Regions from separate parts of the Sus scrofa genome. Here all the other regions are linked to region 2. Evidence: chromatin contacts called from public Hi-C and HiChIP or PLAC-seq data. All regions are on one chromosome and are shown on one strand. The core of a region is the stretch at or near the end of the contact, and the rest is flanking DNA. Distances in the headings are between cores, read along the strand shown.

Region 1 (2,700 bases), core at 60-2,559, 260 kb after region 2:
ATGCTGCTATCTACAGAGTCCACCTGTAAAGGCTTCTCAGCTGCCTCCTGCTGCTGCTTCAGAATATACTTTCGGCAGTCCTCTTCTGTGAGGAAGAGACAAAGTGTGGCCAGCTCCCCAGAGGTACTCCGTGCCTCTTCCACAGTCCAGACCCAGCCCCTGTCCCACCTCCCAGGTCATGTTGGCTCCGGGGCTTCTCCAGCCCATTGGTGCCATCCAGAGTTTAACAGCTCTGAAAAGGTGAGCTCCCACCTGTCTCTGGCCATTGTAAAGGGATGTCAGTGGTGTTCTGGCTGTGATGGAAGACATTAAGTTCAGGCTTGTGTGTCTCTCTCTCTTTGCCCCCCTGACTCCCACTTCCTAGGTAGGGCTCCTGAGAATAGAATCCACAATCTGCTTCTTTTAGGATCCACAGCTGATGTGAGCAGGGCATATAAGAACTCAGGAGACTGGTGGTTTATGTGCAGCTAGGGCAGTGGCCCCAACCAAGCAAGGTGTGCCCATCTATGGGCCACTGTCCCCATGCCTGTGCAGATACGTGTCAGCAAGTAGCGGAAAAGGATGCATTTTCTAGGAACCTGAGGTTTCCAAGATTGTCAGCTTTCAGTCCCTTATCTGCCCTGCTGCTCTACTTGAAGCAGTCCCAAGTCCCCTACAGAGGATCCCAATTCTGATTCCTGGACCTGCTTGAAAGCCTTTGCCTGAGCTGTTTCCTTCCTTCTCTGCCTTTCCAGGCCTTCACCTCCTTTCTCTAGCCCCTATCATACCCGGCTATTGAAAGAGGGAACTGGTTCTGCGCGGTTCCCCCATACATGCTGCCTCCAGTGTCTCCCTCTTTACCCCTAGATTACCACCACCCTCCACCCCAGGCGGGAAAGGAGGGATGGATGCTGAGGCGAGTGAAGGTCAGCGCCTTCACACACCCCCACCCCCACCCTGGCAACTTGGATATGCGGCGAAGAGAACGTCCTCACCAATGCTGGGCCCCAGTTCCACCAGCACGTCGTCGCGGCCCAGCTTGGCAAGCAGCTCGAGCAGGCGGCCCACCGAGGCGCCAGGGCGTCCTTGCCAGTCGTCCAGCAGGCTGCGCGTGGGGTCGGGATGCGTCTCCAGCCGCCGGATCTCCAGGTACTCGAAGTTCATCTCCTCCGCCAGCCCAGTCCAGTCCGCAGCCACCTGCGTCCGCACGTTTAGGAAGAGCGACAGGCGGTGCCGCACTCGCACATTGAGCGCTGCCAGAGGCAGGGAGGACATGGAGGGGGTGGGGGGCGCGGACTCCGCTCCGGAGCCTCCTTCAGCCATGGCGGGCCGCCGGGGAGCCTCCGCGCTGTCGAGTCGCCTTGTGGGCCTGTGCTTCCTCCTTCCCATAAAGCCACCCCGCCCTCCTGGTCCCGCCCCGCCTGTTTCTCTTTCCGAGAAGCGCCACCCTGCCCTACAATCTGGAGCCCAGCAGATGTGTGGAGGTGGGGGACGCCCCGTCTCAGCTCTCAGGATCTCGGGGGACGGGGGTTGTGGAGCCTGGGAACCTGCCTTTTGAGGTCCGTGAAGCTGTCTTTCCTCCTGTCTTCAAGGGTCTGTTACGGCGGTGGGACGACGACCCTCCTTGGAGGGTTATAGGAAACAGGGACCTTGCCCTTTGCGTTCTGGTGGAATTACAACCTTTCCATTGGGGATCTGAGGGGTTCATACGGTCCTGCCCTCCAGAATGGTGGGGAAGGGGCAAGGGGACAGGCATCGGCTCTGCCGTCTCCCAAACACCAAATTTTGGTGGAACACGCAATCCTGCCTCTAAGACCACGGGGAAATCCTCGGCTGTGCACTCAGAGGTGGAGGTGGGAAAAGGCATACTGCCTTCTGGAGCCTGAGGACCCTTGAAAAGTGGGGGTCTCATCCTCCGTGATTGGGATAACAGGACACACTGGCCTTCCGCGTCGAAGAGAACCCCGGTACTACCCTCTGGGGTATGGGAAAACACATTTCCGCTGAGAGTCAAGCAGGCACCTGGCCTTGCTCTTCAGGAGGCAGGGAACGCCGTCCTGATCTGGGGAGTTTTGATTCATTCGCTCATTCGATAGGTATTTAGTGATCACCTGTTAAGTGTCAAGTATATTGCAGGCACCCTGGATACAGAGTCTTTCCCTGCCTTAGAGACCCCAGCCTAGTGGCGGAGGTGGGCACTAATCAAACCATCCCCAATGACTGTAAAATTGTTATTTAAAAAAAAGTATGAGGCCCTTTCTCCAGATAGGGAGCCTGTCTCATCTCGGCACCTTTATACGATCCGTTCTCCTACCGTCCCAGAGTTCCCAGTTCCTCTCGAAAGATTTCCCAGGAGAGCACAAGCTCGTCTGGGTTGGCTCTGGGCGGTCTCGGAATTATTTAGGTCCCCCAGCTTGGGGGAGACTGAAGAGAAAGTTAGGAAAGGGTAAGAGCGCCGAGCCAGAAGCTGTAGGCGGCGCTTCTGACAGGCCCGCCTTCTGTTTGGCGGCGGGCAGTGGGCAGGGTTGTAGGGAAAGGAAATCCTGGCAGTGGCGAAGTTTGGTTCAAGACACGGAAGGAACTTCTGGAGACCCGCCTCGGGTAGGCGGAGCTGCAAGCGGAAAGGTTTCGGAGCTGCAAGCGGTAAGGTTTCCGAACTGCATTTCTGGGCGGGGCTTCAGGAAAGTTCACCTACCGGCTCGCAGCTGCAGGCTCCTGTAG
Region 2 (2,821 bases), core at 282-2,781:
GCAGCCCTCCTCTCCAGAGGCCAATGCATTTCTTTCACTTCAGAGTTCTCATTCGTGGGGAAAAGCAGCACTTAAAGGCAGAGAAAGGAACAGGTTCAACACCACCAAAACTTTGCTTCTACGACACAGGTAATGGCTCCAAAAGAGTCATGACACCCCCTCCATACAGCACCAGGCACCAAACAGGGGTCTCTGTTCTCTGGTCCCTGCACTCAGGCCACGCAGCTTTAAGCCCTGCCTGGAGCTCTTTCGCTTTGGTGTAGACAGCTAAGCTATGCTACACTACACAGGAGGCGGGTAGAGTGGAAGTGGGAGTGGGAGTGGGAGTGGGGATGAGGAGGAGATCCCGGATTCCCACCCACTCCCCACCCCCGCAGCAGCCTGGGGATCCCAGCCCCGCCCCTGCCTGCCCGGGCCCCGCCCTTCGCGGGTTTCCCAGACTCCGCGCTGCTGCCACCTCGGGCGGCGGCGGCGGCGGGGGACCCGAGCTGCATGTGTAATGGGGGCTGGGAACAAAGACGCGGAGGACCAGGCTCCCGGGCTGCCGCGCACCAGCTTCCTCGACCGCCCCAGGCTTCTCCCTGGAGATTTAATGCGTGGCTCCCCACGGCTGCCCGGGCCTTTCTGAACCCGAATGCCAAGCCCGTAGCCGCACGTACTGCGTCCCAGAAGCGCTAAAAGAGGAAAATCAGTGCTTAGGCCTGGGGGAAGAGGTCTCCCCGCGGAAAAACGCGCATATACACTCGAAGCCAAATATGCTCAACCACGCGCACGCACGCCGAACGCTAGTCCCGAGGGTCACCCGCCCCCGCCACGTGCTTCCCGGAGGCCAGACAGAACAGAGACCTGTTGGTTTTTCCTCCCATCTCCCCTCCCCTCCTAGGCGCCCAAAACAAAGCAGTCCCGCGGGGTGGCCAGCATCTCGCGTCCCAGATCGCCGCAGGGAAAGCAGGCGCAGGTGGGACCTGGCGCCAAAGGCGCGCCTCCGGAGGAACACCACGCAGATGCTGGTGGGATGGGGTGCTGGACTCCTCCCGGCTATGTGAAGCGACGCGCTTCCCTTCGCTACACCTAGTGGCTCTAAAGATCGCGCACTCCAGCTGCCAGCCGCTGCTGCACCTACAATCCCGCCACTCCCGCATTAGACCTGCCAGCTCAGCTTGGCCACCTGCCCCTCGTTCCAGTTCTCCTCCTAGTCTGCCTGGGTGCCACGCGCCCGTGAAGTCTGAACCCTGACCCCGGGGTTGCCTCTGCGAACTGGAGACCCGCAGGCCGCCGCACGGGCAAGACCGTCCCCCAAAAGATCAGCAAGCGGGGCGCGCTACGCGCCCCCTGTCCCCGCCCCGGGAGGTGCAAGCTGGGTGCAGGTGGCGCGATAAGGAGGCCGCGGGCCCGCCCTTTGTTGGTAAACACCGCGCGGCGCCCGAGGCCGACCTGCGCGCCCCCCACGCCGCGCCCTGTCCTTACCCACGCACAGCGATCCCCAGAGGAGGGCGAGGGCCGCCCAGGGCGCCGTCATGTTCCGCGGCGCCGCCCCGCGGACACCCGGAGCCCGCGGGCAGGGCCGCGCGGCGCTCCTGGGGCGCGCAGGGCCCGGCGGCGGCTGCGCTCTCCTTCCCGCTCCTTCCTTCGGTCTTGTTCCCCGCGCGCTTCCTGCGCCTTCGTCCCAGGGCAGCGTGCAGGCTCCAAGGGCCGCGCGGCGGGGCCGGGCTCAGGGCCGCTGCGGGCGGCGCAGGCTGCGGCCCCGGCTCCGGGGCGACGCGGGGGCCGGGGGGCGGCGGCGGGGCGCGGGCCGGGGCGCGCCCGACTCAGGCATAGCGCGGCGGGGCTGGGCCCGGGCCCCGGGCGCAGGGGCCGAGTCCGGAGGGGCCATGAACTGGGGGAGGGGTGGGGGGAGGGGAGCTGAACCGCGTCCAAAATGGCTCCTGAGCCTCGGCCGCGGAGCCGAGCCAGCAGGGAAACCCGGATGTTGGATACAAAGAGGCGGGCGAGCTGGGCGGGGAGGGGGAGGGGAGGCGGGCCCTCCGACCGCGTGGTCCGCGCCCCCCTCAGGGGCGTGGCTCCAGAGAAACAACAACACAGAGACTCCGCCCCCAGGCCGCGCCCTCCAGCAGGACGCGTGCAAACCATGGGTTTGGAGGGCTAAGCAGGGTCAGCTGGCAGAGTTGGCTGGGTCGTGTCCGGTAGCACTTTACCCCAGAACCCCAGCTCCCCAGCTCCCCGTGGCCTCCCGCACCGGGATTCTTGCTCCGCGCTGAGGATCCCATTCTCCCGGAACGCATGCTGCCCTGCGACCCCGAGTGAGTGGACCGCCCCCGATGATTCCTCTCTGCGCCTTCATTTCCCCGCCTGATGGGGGTCACAAAGCCACAACTAGAGATCTTGGAATTGACCCATCCTAGTGAGGGAGGGCGCGAGTCCCGCCGGGCAGAGCAGCAGCAGGTGGAAAAAGGCCTGTAGCAACTTGCTTCCCTACCCTTACCCAAATATTCTCAGCACTCCCACCCAGTTCTCTATCTCAGATTCTACCGTCCTTATCACAGCTAGAGTTTGGAAGGGTCTTGACGGGGGCCCCTAGCTAAAGAGGGAAAGCCCCCTCACAGCTCAGGGATGAGGTGCAGAATCCTTGAATAGAGAACTTCAGCCTCTCCAGATTTGCCACAGCCTTTCTAGGAGCAGGGCAAGAGCAACCAGGAGGGAGGTGGTGCCTGGAAGTGAGTTGTTTCACTTTTCCGAGCCTTTTTATTCAGAAAGTGAGGAGCCTAAATAAATAAAAAAATAAGGGAGGAAAAGTGAGACTCGATTCCTTCCGTCTTTTCTT
Region 3 (2,700 bases), core at 185-2,684, 360 kb after region 2:
ATGTCAGAGGTCCTGGGATTAGCCCCGAGGTCAGAGGAGGCCCCCAGGGGAGCAGGCCTGGAGGCAGGCATCCTGGCCGGGTAGAAGGAGGGCGAGGGCAGAGAAAGGACCCCTCATCCTCCCCGCCCCCAGGCTGGCGCTTCAAAAGGATGTCTTGTGTGGACTTGCTCATCCCTGAGAAAGCAGAGAGGGCTCTTATAGGGCTGCTCCTGATGGAGAGCAGGCCGACTGAGGAGAGTGCCAGATAGAGGGCTACATCCCCCCACCCCACCCCCGGTGTAGGGGAGGCATACAGAGGGAGTGGGAACTCCACAGCCAGAGTCTCCAAAGTCCCGACCAGTCTCAACCATAAGGATGGGAAGACTCACCCTCTGGCAGGCTGACATCCCTTCCGGAGGTATTCAAGGCCACCTAGGCCTGCTTGTGCCTAGAGAGGGAAGGGCTGGGGTCCGACTGGTTTTGCTGGACTCTCACACTGGCTTTATCAACCCAGGGGGGCTATGGGGGGGGGCCTGGTGGGCACAGCATCCCCAACGTGGGAGGTATTCTGGGGGCTCTCCCAAAAGTCAGTAGGCAGCAGAATCCCTGGACTTTCCCTTAGAGTCTCTAGGTACCTATAAAGAGGGTGGCTGGGTTGCCAGACTTGAAGGTGGGAGTGTGTGTGTAAGGGGGGGGTGTCCATGTAGGGACGCCTTGCCCAGACAGCCTCTTGGGAGGCCATCCATAGAAGGAGCCCTGGAGATGCCCAACTCTGCCCCTCACTCCGCTGTACAGATTGCCAGGAGTTTGGGGCGTGAAGGGCTCAAAGCCAACCTCTCTGAAGCTACTTGCTCTAAGTTTTTACTGCCTCTGCTCTAGTCCCCACCAAGGGCACTTCCGGTGTTAGAAACTTCCCAGCGAGACTGGAGGGGACCCTTCTACAGAGTAGGTTCAGGCACGCCTCTCCAAGGATCTAACTTGTGCCTTGCACCCGTTTTGCAGAAGAGAAAACAGACATCCGGGGGGCAGTGGCTGGCTGCCTGAACTCTGAGGCTCCCTTTACGCAGCATCACGGTAGGGCGTCTTAAGTTACGAAGTCCCTGTCCCAGAAGGACGCCAGATTCTTCCGTGCATCACCCTAACCCCGGCAAGGCGCCCGCAGGCAGGGCGTGGGGCCCCACCGCCCTCGGTAATGACAGGGCCCGCGGCCTGTGGGTGGCGGCAGCGGAGGAAGCCAGAAGCCAGAGGGATCTGGCTATTTCTGGCTGGGACGCACCCACCCGCCCCGGCCAAGGTTGGCCCGGCTTGCTGGCCCCCACCTCTGCCCTCCTCCACGATCCCCAGGAGGGGCGGGGAGAGACGCGGGTTGGAGGGCCCAGGGGGCGGGGGCGGGGGCTCGGGCGGGGGGCGGAGCGGAGTCCCGGGCCCACCTCCAATCTCCTCCCCTCCGCAGTCCTTTCGGGTCCCTCCACCGCACTGCGCTGGGACCCTAGGCCGCCAGCGCTGTCGCCGCGAAGAAGTGTCCCGCGGCGCCCCCCTCCCGCCGCGCCGCCCGTCGGGCATGGACTCAGGCCGGGACTTCCTGACCCTGCATGGTGAGTGTTCGGCAGGCACGCTGGGGTCCCCGCCTGAGCTGACCCTGAGCAAAGCCTACCGGCCCTGGGAGGGGGACCCCCGGCTCCTTCGGCCTCCCTCTGCCCCGCCCCGGGCCCGCCCCTCGGCTCTTTTGTCGCATTGAGGAAATCTCGGCCCTGGACCGCCGGACACGACCCTGGGCGTTTCCAGGCTTGTCTCCCAGGTCTGGCGGGTGGGGCGAGGAGAGGTGCAAGTCTGAAGATGACCCCCGGCCTCGCTGCCTCGGGGACTACTCTTCTTATCCTGGTCACGGAAGGCTGGGCTCCAGGGTCTAGCGTGCTTTGAGGGACCGAGGAGGGAAGGAACCAGCATCCACGAATAACCGAGTTCTCTCCGCCTCGTCCGGGCCGCCCGGAGAGGCTCCCCAAAGCCCAGGCGTGCCTGGACCGCGTCAGGTCGCGTGGGTGTGGCGGGGTGGGAAGGGTGGGGCGAGGTGGTTTACAAGGTTGGCGGAGGTCTGGCTGTGCCGCGGTAGCTGCCCAGCGCAAGAAATCGTAGTCAGCGACGCTCGGGCTGGGATGAGCAGCCCAGTCGCCCCCATCTGCGCACCCTCCTGGCCGGAATGGCCGGAGTCTCAGCTCTAACTGCCTGCAGCTCCTCCTTTTGTCCAGCCGAGCTCCGTCTCCCCGACCCACGGAGAAAGAGTCTAGGCCAGCTCCTTTCTGCATCGCTGTGTCTTCAGGAGAGAGAGCAGCCGCTGGTTCTGGACATCAGGGGCTGGAGGTCTTCAAGCTGCATAGGCCCCTCAACCTGTACCTGGCATTTCTCTGTTCCAGCCTGGGGACCCACCCACTCTTAGGCGGCTATGTCTTCCTGCTCCCCCAGCCAGCTCTGCAAACCCTCCCCCTCTCAGCCAACCACTGCTTAACCCCACCTCCCTCTGTTTTCTAGTACCCTGGCAGTTTGCTGCCCACCACCTATCCATCTAACCCATGCATGGAGAAAATAAATGGGAAAGAGAAAGGCAGGGATGTCCACTAGAGATCTCCCTGGAATTCAGAGAGACTCAGAGATGTTATTTTCAGCCAGCCTCCCGTCTGTCTCATGGTTCCTGGTTGGCCCATATCTGGTCCCCATGGCCCAGAG

What was found. A called contact is a pair of places that touch in the nucleus more often than the background predicts. HiChIP or PLAC-seq counts read pairs in DNA pulled down with a chosen protein or histone mark.
Region 1: a contact with region 2 is called in a Hi-C map of liver, with 3 times the contacts expected there. The contact joins the promoter of MYD88 here to the promoter of ACVR2B in region 2. A contact is called at or near these places in 1 of 5 promoter capture datasets (liver) and 5 of 47 Hi-C or Micro-C datasets (blood, heart right ventricle, liver and 1 more).
Region 3: an H3K27ac HiChIP or PLAC-seq map of skeletal muscle shows a contact between it and region 2. The contact joins the promoter of PLCD1 here to the promoter of ACVR2B in region 2. A contact is called at or near these places in 1 of 47 Hi-C or Micro-C datasets (skeletal muscle) and 1 of 2 datasets of contacts at active chromatin or transcription factors (skeletal muscle).

The regions. Positions count from the first base shown.
Region 1 is chr13:22,975,560-22,978,259 of Sscrofa11.1, reverse strand. MYD88 (myeloid differentiation primary response 88) reads right to left here and starts at 1,309. Exons shown (of 5, transcript NM_001099923.1): 1 at 975-1,309; 2 at 1-85. The coding sequence starts at 1,302. ACAA1 (3-ketoacyl-CoA thiolase, peroxisomal) reads left to right here. Exons shown (of 15, transcript XM_003132103.4): 4 at 847-2,700.
Region 2 is chr13:23,236,409-23,239,229 of Sscrofa11.1, reverse strand. It overlaps ACVR2B (activin A receptor type 2B), which reads right to left and starts at 1,531. Exons shown (of 11, transcript NM_001005350.2): 1 at 1,468-1,531. The coding sequence starts at 1,519.
Region 3 is chr13:22,871,684-22,874,383 of Sscrofa11.1, reverse strand. PLCD1 (phospholipase C delta 1) reads left to right here and starts at 1,434. Exons shown (of 17, transcript NM_001243589.1): 1 at 1,434-1,574. The coding sequence starts at 1,541. DLEC1 (deleted in lung and esophageal cancer protein 1) reads right to left here and starts at 1,174. Exons shown (of 43, transcript XM_021071663.1): 1 at 369-1,174.